Linked DNA regions of Xenopus tropicalis: region 1 is linked to region 2. Evidence: chromatin contacts called from public Hi-C data. All regions are on one chromosome and are shown on one strand. The core of a region is the stretch at or near the end of the contact, and the rest is flanking DNA. Distances in the headings are between cores, read along the strand shown.

The links. Hi-C and Micro-C count contacts between places; a contact is called where the count stands out from the background.
Region 1: a contact with region 2 is called in a Hi-C map of gastrula embryo, with 2.0 times the contacts expected there. The contact joins the promoter of tbx2 here to the promoter of tbx4 in region 2. A contact is called at or near these places in 2 of 5 Hi-C or Micro-C datasets (gastrula embryo and neurula embryo).

The regions. Positions count from the first base shown.
Region 1 is chr2:92,270,370-92,275,785 of UCB_Xtro_10.0, forward strand. tbx2 (T-box 2) reads right to left here and starts at 2,988. Exons shown (of 7, transcript NM_001035119.1): 1 at 2,262-2,988; 2 at 984-1,251. The coding sequence starts at 2,626. It overlaps LOC101731542 (a long non-coding RNA gene), which reads left to right and starts at 3,697. Exons shown (of 4, transcript XR_208289.4): 1 at 3,697-4,389.
Region 2 is chr2:92,138,024-92,143,241 of UCB_Xtro_10.0, forward strand. tbx4 (T-box transcription factor TBX4) reads right to left here and starts at 3,055. Exons shown (of 9, transcript XM_002933826.4): 1 at 2,727-3,055.

The DNA of each region.
Region 1 (5,416 bases), core at 1,738-4,237, 130 kb after region 2:
ATACCTTGCCAGCACCTATTTATTTGTATATAGCGTGTCATGTATGTATATTTATACCAGTTACATCAACAATTTAAGAATTATAATTGGGAAGTAAATAGTCCTAAAGATACACACCAACATAAATAAAAACATCCATTAACTACATTAGATATAAAAACTCAGAGGCAGACCGTTATTACCTCCTTGACAAGTTACTACATATATTTTTGTAATTTTAAGGGAAACTCTCCATGACCTTTACATTTTTAAAATGCTATATTTTAAATAATTACCGCAGAATAATTAATGTGAAATGAATCTGTGTAGAGGCAGAACAGTATTTTACTTTACTGACTGTGGGGATCTAATTGTTACAAATGAAAAAAAAAAAGCAAAGTTTCAGGTCTAGAAATATCCAAAGCCCTGAAGTTAATGCGCCTATTCTTAATCAGTTATGGATTAGCCATGTAAAGTTTTCTGAAGATAAAGGACACAATCCTGTTTTCTGCATATTATGACCACATTATTGCTGCATGGAACTTGTGACTCCCAGTGGAAATACATATTCCAGATAAGCAACTGTCTTTTTTAACCTAGTGAGTATTTCATTTTCTAATTTTAAGCCCACTGTAAAGCTAAAAACTCCATTATCCAGGGAGGAATAGTAAACTCATTGTGGTTAAGGTACATTTATTAAAATAATGTGCCTGCTGCTCTTGCCAAGTTCAGGATATTAACATTCCCCCATTAAAAATGCATTTAGCCCAAAACATAAGTCTGAAAATACATTAAAACCTAGGTACATCTGTCTCCTCCCTAGTGAAACATTTTCCAATGATTATTTTCAGCAACTGCCCCAGCCTAACATCTGTTCCATGGCCCCAATGCCCACATATCTGCACCCTACCAAATAGGCAGACGATTCTCTAATAGAGGTACATATAAGGGGGTACATATTGTGACCAAGGGGCCAATGCTAAAAACTCAATGTTTATACTTACAAAGCCATGTTTGTCTGATATATTATTGGTGAGCTTGAGCTTGTGAAAAGCAACGGGTTTGGCCATCCATTGCTCTCCTGTGGCAGGGCTATCAGGGTGGATATACATGCGTTTGGGCATCTCTGGGTCAGCCTTGCCAGCCACCATCCAACGGGAATTATGGAATTTGTAACGACAGTCATCCGCAGCCACTATATCCATTAACAGAATGTACTTGGCTTTCTTGTCCAGGCCGCTCACCCTTACTTTGAATGGGGGAAACATTCTCCTGCAACAGAAGGAAAGGGGTTGAATTCAACAAGTAAGAACTGAGTGCAGAGCTTGCATTCAACCATGTCTCGCTAGTTCTTAATAGTTTAGCTACAATGTTATCTATTGAGCGGTAACATATGCCAGGCCTGCCTGAGGGTGGAAGCCATGACATTAGGAAACTATAGGTCTCACTTGGCACTTTGTGCACAAGGACCCAGGTCTGAGAATGCTTTAGCCATCGAGCTTATGCTGCTCCACTGTGTGGCTCTAGAGCCCTATATATATATATATATGCACCCCTCCCTGGGATAGGAACTACAGTCTGTTCTTTGGGTTAAGAACACAAGGAGACCGCAGAGAAACGGCCAAGTCTCACTTCTAATTGTCTCAGCGGATCTGTGTGTGTGCATTGGACATCCGAGCTTGTTTTCTTGGCATATAAACGTCCAGTGGATGGAATGAAAGCCAAAAAGGATTTCAGATGCACAAGCACATTAGCTTGCACCATAAATACTTGTTCTGGATAAGAAGCCAGTCAGCAGGAGGAACAGAAAGAACACATAAAGGCACGGAAGTGCATTTACACAAAGTGTGGGCTTTGTATGTTGCAGATGGGAACCGTGTCTCTCGCAAATGTGATCCGGTTTGGACAGAACCGTTTGTTTGGGCTGTGACTGCTAAACGAGCTACTAACAGCTCAGCGTTATCTATAGCGCTCAGCCTCTGCTTTCTCTTGTACTTTGCTGACCCAGCTATCCCTACAGCTACAAAGGAAAAGGCCTGTCCTGATTTCAGACCAAAGAAATATGATTTATTAATAATGCAACGGACACAAAACATTTGCCTGGCTTATTGCACTTTCCATAAGCGATACATTCTCCTCGTATTCACATACAATAAAGTGAAGGAAAACAGACAAAGCAACGTGTCTGTAACTGTTACACTGCTGTTCCCCTACCCTGTTGCCTGTTCTGATCGCACACAGCACATTATATACAGAATATCTGAGGGTACTTGCGAGCTCACCTCCCAGACTTAGTGATGACCATCTCCGTGCCCAGTTTGTGGAACTGATCCCACAGTTCCTTGGCTTCTAAAGTCACTTTGGGGTCGTCTTCGACCTCCTCCTCTGGCTCCAGGCTCTTGAGGGAGCGTAGATGAGCCGCTTGATGGTGATGCCCGAGGGCCGAGACGTGCAGCCCGGCTTCGGCGGCTCCAGCCAGACTAGGGTCCGACAGGGGTTTGCCCAGAGCTGCCGGAGGCAGGGTTAGAGCCGGGAAAAAGGAGGGTTGTGCGGCTGCCAGGAAAGCAGACATGGGGAAATCGGCTGGTCTGGGAGCGTGGAAAGGGTGATACGCCATGGCAGCCCCCGGGAAAGCTGGATCTCTCATCGGTGCATGCACAAATCCAGGGGAGAAGAGAGGGAGCTTCCAGAGCGAGATAGAGCCCTGTCCGACGCACAAAGTGGCAGTCCCGGTGCCGGAGGAAGTCTCCCTACTGGGCGCAGTGCATGGGTCCCTCCTTAGCACTAACTTCTCTGTAGTCCCAGCAATGAGCTCTCTCCCAGCCTGTGGCGCTCACTCTGGCTCCGCACTTGTGTTGCTGCTGCTTGAAGTGAGGGACAGAGAATACAAGTGTGAGTTATGGAGCTGAAGTGTGAGCTCAGCCGGTCATGGTGTAGGATGGGAGTGGGAATGGTGAGATCTTGTCGTGATCTCTGGAAAACTGTGACTATCTCACATGTCCTTCCTGCTCTGATCCCCTTGCTAATGAGCCAAGCCCCCTTGATTGCTGATTTTACGCTTTTTGGACCAATTGTGGATCTCCATAGGCGGGGTTTTGACAGCTCAGGCCAAGATCTGGATGAGAGAGGGGGGAGAGAAAAAAAAGGAAGGTGTCGGAAGCATCAGCAGTAAGAAAACATGTCAACAGAATCAAATATTAACCAATGACAGCGGGAAAGGGCTGGAAATCCCCACCCACTGGAACGGCTCAGTCCCCAACACCGGGCTCCCTTGCATTTCCTTGCCGGCTTGTGGGAACCAGTCTGCCCGGAGGGTGGTCGCCTAGTGGCCCCAGGTGGGGCAAGTTTAATGCTCGGCCCGTTTTATAGCACCGGGTTTACACATGTAAAATCTGCTCTTCCCTGACCTTTTATTCCATAGTTACCTATACCTACAGTGGGATACGGGCACATAAGTCTGCTTTCCCCCAGCCCACTTATCTCATACACCTGCTTTCACCCCACTCACCCACATATCCAACTGTTAAACTATTCGCCTATTCTATCTATTATCTATCTATATATCTATCATCTATCTATCGTCTGTCTATCTATCTATCTATCTATCTATCTATCTATCTATCTATCTATCTATCTACGTATCTATCTATCATCTATCTATCTATCTATCTATCTATCATCTATCTATCTATTTATCATCTATCTATCTATCTATCTATCATTTATCTATCTATATGTTTATCATCTAAGAATGTTTGCCTATTTTTCCCTATTTATATTATGTATCCGATCTGTTCATATATTAGCCTATAATTCCATAAAACTTACCTTTTGCCACAACTACATTTTGTATATTTATCAGTCAATTGTTAAATATATGCATTATTCCCTCTATCTACCTAGTTATGGTCATTCCTATATATTCAGTCCTTTGTCTGCCTACCTACCTGCCCGTATACGCATACAGTATGCCAGTTTAAATATGTTAGAGGGTTAGAAGTTGCCCCCGCAGGCCCCCCAGGTCCATGTATAATGGACTGTAAGGGAATGGGCTAAACCCTGTGCTGAGGAGCAAGATGCATATAAACTGGCTAGAGGTGGGGCCCAACATGCATTAAATACAGGGCATGTTTGCTTGTATGAAAACCTCCCTGGCTGGCACACACTGAGGGGATAGGCTGTTGCTTTCTGTCTGCCTTGTTGCTGTGTGTGGGTGCAGCACTGCTGCCGTACCTGCCTAGGGTGACTGATCTGGGCGCTGTAGGGCATCGCCGCTTTAAATTCAGCCCCTGAGGTCATGTGCAGAGTTCAGCTCGGATCGGAGCATTCGTGAGCCGGGGAGCAGCACAAGTGTGTGGATTTCCAGAATTATAGCCCAAGCCTGGGGTGAGTGACTGCCACTAAACCTTGGTACGTTGCCATTCTATTTCATTCTTTCTACAGTTCATTCCACTGCCTGCAACATTGCTCTGATCCCCCACTTCCTACATGCGCTATATTGCGCCTTAATTATGCCAAGCGCTACTTCTGTACAATGCTAGTAACAGAAATTACACGGGGGGGCTGGCATGATGCTTAATTGTTTCCGCAGCAGAATTGTAATGTGACTGCTCTTAGGAGAGACAAAGGCAAGTGACACATTTGGTGTGTGTGTGTGGGGGGGGGATAATTACAGGTTGTGTTGGGCTTATACCCCCTGTGACCAGGAAGCCTCTCACCCCACTGCTTAGTCTGTTCTGCTGTCAGTGATTGTAACATTTCACACACTCACATACACATACACACTCACATACACACACATACAAACGGGCTCGTCCATTTATAGATCTGTTCTGATTAACTGGGGCTCAGTTTGTTAAAGAGCCGCTTGGCGCCAGTCTGCTGACGTCTCACAATAAGACCCGTCTCTTGTCACTTCATATTTACCCAAAAAATCTTCAAACAGCGCCCTCCGAACGCTGGGATCCCTGCTCAGGAACTGAGGGGAAATGTGTGTCAGCTGCACCCTCCTCATCCCATTCAGTCCAATGGGAGGGATCCCAACTGGCTCATCTGCTCCTTTAGCTGCCCCAGCAATGCAATACACGAGAGCCGTCTCTCTCCTGGGAATAGATTGGAACCTGCTCCTTCTGGCCCGCAATGTGTGGGATCCCACCGTGTAATCGCAGGGCCACCCCTCTGCCCAATAATACAATATAATGTATAATGGGCGTTTATATATCACGATACATAAAGAAATCACGTTGAAAATAACAAATAATGTTGTATATTTCTTATTTTGATACACACGTGCTCCTAGATAGTGTATAGGCCTGGCCAGTGCTACCTGTAGTCTATTTCTGTCGCTCACCTGGCTATGGCGCCCTGCCATTACCCTATGCAAACACTCTCAGACTGACAAGGGCGTGAATGCTAAACACAAGCAGACTCCAGTGTG
Region 2 (5,218 bases), core at 1,805-4,304:
GTTCATCCTTATATGCCCTTGTGTTTGTAAATGAGAATACAATATACAAATGACACAAGCGGACAACAAAATGCCAATTTTTTTGGCGAATTTCCAGGTCACTCACCTCTCTGGGTTAGATTGTTGCATGACAAGGAGACATATTTTAACCTGTAGCCGCTGTGAGTGTACAGCCCTGCAGATTCTTTGCATAATCCTTGTAATTGGAGCAACATGGGGGCTATAGGGAGATGCTCTGATGAGCAAAGCGGCCTGTTATCCATGGGGAATGAGAGATCCCAGACACTGACAGACCTGTCCGAGCTGGAGCGCACCGACTCAGCACACAAACATCTTGCCCTCCACCCATGGGGGAAATATACTCTAATAACGATCTAAAAAAGTCTGTTTCCAACCTCTCCTAAAAAATGTCAAAAAAATTTATTCTGCACCTAAACGGTTAATCTTGGGACCATCATTTAGCTGTCGTGCAATGTCTATTGATGCTGGGATTGTAAGATTAGCTTCTCTGGAACCCCGAACATTCCTGATATTAATTTGATCTTCTACACACTAAAAAAATCACCACTTTTTAATTATTCCTTAAGTTTATCTTTATTAGTGACCCTTCTATATTTTAATTTCGACAAAAATGAACTGTTGCTGTCTGTCTCTTTGCTATTGTCCTCTTCTCTCAAGTTTATTTATATTCAATTTCGCTAGGCCAACAAATGGAAGCGATCAGACGCAGTGAATGTGTGTGTATTGGAATGAAATGCTTGCTGAGTGCCTCTGAGTGACGTGTGTGTATATTCGTATGCTGCTCTCTTTAGGTAAGAGAAAATATTTATATTTACAGAGTCACGTTTCTTGGGATATCAGAGCTTTACCGTTTATCTAGTGTCAAAAGCTCTTTAACCTCTCAAACTAAACAAACAGGAAACGCTTTGAATTCTCCATTCTAAATGGTAAAGCATTTTAAATATATTACCTTGTATTTATATCTGATATGCTGATGATTTATACATAAACTGAATAAAAACAGAATATGGCATATTATGGTATAATAATATTAAAAGAGTTAATAGATTTACTACACATTATTTATTTAAACATTTTATTTAAAATGTTTTTTTTTTAGAATCAAATTGTCAACGCTCGAACGATAGAATGTTTTAAAATGATTAAGATACAAGTGATTAAAATATCTCTATAACTACTAAAGTACATACCATAGTAAATGCACTTTAGCGAAACGGATCTATTGTTATACCAGACTATAATTTATTGAGAATATTTCGCCATTTTTCATCCTTGCGACCTTGCAATGCGGCTGGTAAAGGCCATCAAGACTGAATTCTGCGGGCCCAAATTAATTATAATACTTTGTACCATGCAGTTAAATTCCAGAAATTTTTAGTATATAAATGATATCCAAAGCAATCTTTTTTACATATAATATAACCTACAATATTGCATTATTGCAAATTACATTGTTATTACTATTATCATTACTAGCATCATTGTCCTGGTGGTGCAGAATAGTTACATACAGGGTTGTTCAGCCAGAGGCCAGACTGTCATGGGATGCTGGCAGTCACTGGGTGATGGGAGTAATAATCTAGAGGTGTCTAATCTGTTACCAGGTTCGACACCTTTGATTACCAGGGAATTAAACACCCATCAGAACAAAGTGGCTTTTTTGCCCACTGCTGCATTTAGAGTAAAATTTAGTAAATTTAGTTGTTTAGTAAAGTTAAGTTTAATCTACTGTCGCAGGCGCAATTCTAAGCACAACTTTCATTGGTGAAGGCCTTCATTTACATCAGAACTAGTATTACGATTTGCAGTTTAAACGCACGCAGTTCTGATGTAAACCTAGGAAGTCAAAGTTGCGCCTGCGACAGTAGATTAAACGTATATTTACTTAATTTACCTTATTGTTTAGACTAAACAGTAACTCCATAGGCAGTTATTGGCAGCTAAGGCAGAAAATTCCTTTGCTCTGTTGGATGTGAGGGGGTTAGAAATAGGCTCTGAAAATTAGAAAGTAAAGAGCAATGCACCCAATACACCTAAAACCTTTCTGATGCGACCCTCATTGGCCTCATTGGCCTCTCCAGTCATATATTGTCAAACAACTGAAATCTACAGTAATTTGCTGAGAACATTATTTCCATGTGTATTGGAATATGTATTTTTGCTAAAGAAAAGAAGGGAATAGTTTGACAAGAGGGAGCAAGTTCACTTGGGTGCTTAGTAACTGGCACCACCCTCTATTCCTTGGGTGTATGGTATATAAACCTGCTGCTTGTTCTTTGCTACTTCCCGGGCCCCTGCCCTGCTCCCTGCCCTGTCTCCATGCCCTGCTCCCTGCCCTGCTCCCTGCCCTGTCTCCATGCCCTGCTCCCTGCCCTGCTCCCTGCCCTGTCTCCATGCCCTGCTCCCTGCCCTGTCTCCATGCCCTGCTCCCTGCCCTGCTCCCTGCCCTGCTCCATGCCCTGTCTCCATGCCCTGCTCCCTGCCCTGCTCCCTGCCCTGTCTCCATGCCCTGCTCCCTGCCCTGCTCCATGCCCTGTCTCCATGCCCTGCTCCCTGCCCTGTCTCCATGCCCTGTCTCCATGCCCTGCTCCCTGCCCTGTCTCCATGCCCTGTCTCCATGCCCTGCTCCCTGCCCTGTCTCCATGCCCTGCTCCCTGCCCTGCCTCCCCGCACACAGAATAGTGCCAAGTAAATGGGCAACTTACAGTGGTTAAACAGGCTCCAGGCTCTAGGAACGTCCCTTTATATCCAAGAACGAAGCAGAAGCATTTCCTGATGGGTGCAGCTGGGTTCCCTGCAGTGGCAGTGAGGATGATCCTGCCAGGCCTGTGGGCACAGGGGAGTGGGCAATGCTGCCTTTAGATTGCGGCACAGCTGCTTCTATGGATCAGTTTCCCTTCCCACTGTGTCCGCATCCCGATCTCTCATTCCACACAGGAGAGAGGAGACATTCCCAGATCCCACGGAAACTTTTCCTTGATCTTCTCTAAAAAAAAGTTTCTCAGAGATAGATTTTTTTGGCCTTCTTTTCCCCCTCCCCTTCTAGTCTCCCCCCTCCTGCTGACGTTGCCGCTGTCAATCAGTCTCAGTGCAAGTCTGTTCCCTCAGCATCATCCCCCAGAATTTAACTGTTTTAGTCCATTCGCCTACATTCTGGTGCTGTGCTCTGTGCAATTAGCCCCCTGCCCATCTCTCCACTGACCAGTGTCCACATTTCGGCTGATAAAATACATCCATTTCCCTGGCATTTGTACAGCATTCCCAGTGGGCACTGATCTAGGGCAATAATGTCCCGGACAATAGGGATTATTATCTCTCTCTCTTTCTCTTTTTATGGAGAGGGAGGCTGGCAAGATTATCTGTGTATAAAATGTTTTGGAAGACTTTTCAAGTTGTGTGCATTTGTAACGTTTTCACCTTTTTAGCAGATGGGGGAGGGAGGACATATTTTTCCTATATAAATGTCTAATTCACCCTGACTTTTCTTCATTATATAAAAATATTTAGACATAAACGTGCATAGCTACAACGAACACACTTTCATTACTCTGGTTTTACTAAAATCAAAATCATTTGAGGCTATTTCGTCTAAAAAGAATACGTAAAGCTGACAGGATTATTACAGGACTCTTACATGTACTTCCACAGAAAGTATAATTTCTGTTATATTAATGCCAAAAATATTTTAACCAAACTTTGGACTTTATCTATCGAAACATAGAAGATTCAAAAAATTTGTATTTTAGTTGGAAATTTCACGACTTGGAAAACATCAGAAATAATTTAGAAGGAATATGTCAATGTCCTACGTATCAAATTGTACCACTGGAGGATTTGGATCATTTAAATCGTTCACCAATAAGTATGCATGAGATTTATACATGGAATCTAAGGGTTAACAAAATGTTGTAAGCAATAAAGTACTTATATGCTACAGTTATGAAAAAAAAATTGAGTTAAATACAGTCGATGCAAATATTAGCAGACGATTAATTCTATACAAAATTCTTTCCAGCTGCTACCTCTACAAAGCTGAATTCGTTACCAAACGGTAAGCCCCCAATGTTTAAATGATCAGCTATAATATGTCTGACCCTCCAAGGGGTGTGGGTGAATGTCAGAGCCTAGATTATTCCATATTTCATGCTTTCTTAATCATCTTACCTCTCAGTGCTGTGGCATGAACTGACTGACAGCATAACTTGCGTGTTGCCTTTTTAAATAAATATTTTATTTTGATATATAGAGAGACAGACAGGGCATACAAAAAGGTGACAGACTGATGATAGATACATAGATAGATAGATAGATATTTTTGACAAGATAAAAAAATATTGAAAGATAGATAAATCGATTATTTTATTCTATAATTATAGTTTTAGGACTAAGGTAGATGATCGATAGATAGATGATAGATAGATAGATAGATAGATAGATAGATAACAGATAGGCAGACAGCTAGATGATAGATTCCAAGATTCTTAAAGCCCTGACTGACAGATAAGCGGACTGAAACAAAGAATTTAAGTATTAGATAGAGTTAAACCATACATTTGTTCATTAATACATAATTGCTAATACGTGGGTAAACATAAAGATAAACATTAGATATAGATAAAATAAACATTTATAGATAAAAAAAATATATACAAGTATTTTATACTAAGCAGGTTGGTGTATAGACGGATGCACATATGGACAAATAAAAATAGATGGAAAGATGTCAAATAGATGATGATAGAAAGATAGATAGATGATTGATAGATGATAGATGATAGATGATAGATAGATAGATAGATAGATAGATAGATAGATATAGTGATAGGTTGATACAAATTTAGATGGGTTACATTTACTCACATAAATGTGAGATAATCGTTGATAAAGTGATAGATAGAAAGATAGATGATAGATAGATAGATAGAAAGATAGAAAGATAGAAAGATAGATGATAGATAGATAAATAGATAGATAGATGATAGATAGATAGATAGATAGATAGATAGATAGATAGAGGGATGGATAGTAATTTGGGCTCATAAAAATGTATAAAAATATAATAACAATAGCCGGTTGGATAAACAGAAAGAGAAACACGTATGAATACCTATACAGACGAATACATAAACTTGCCCATTTCCCTCTGCCAATAAATGGAAGGTGCTTTAATACATAATATAGCAATTTGTAAATAGAT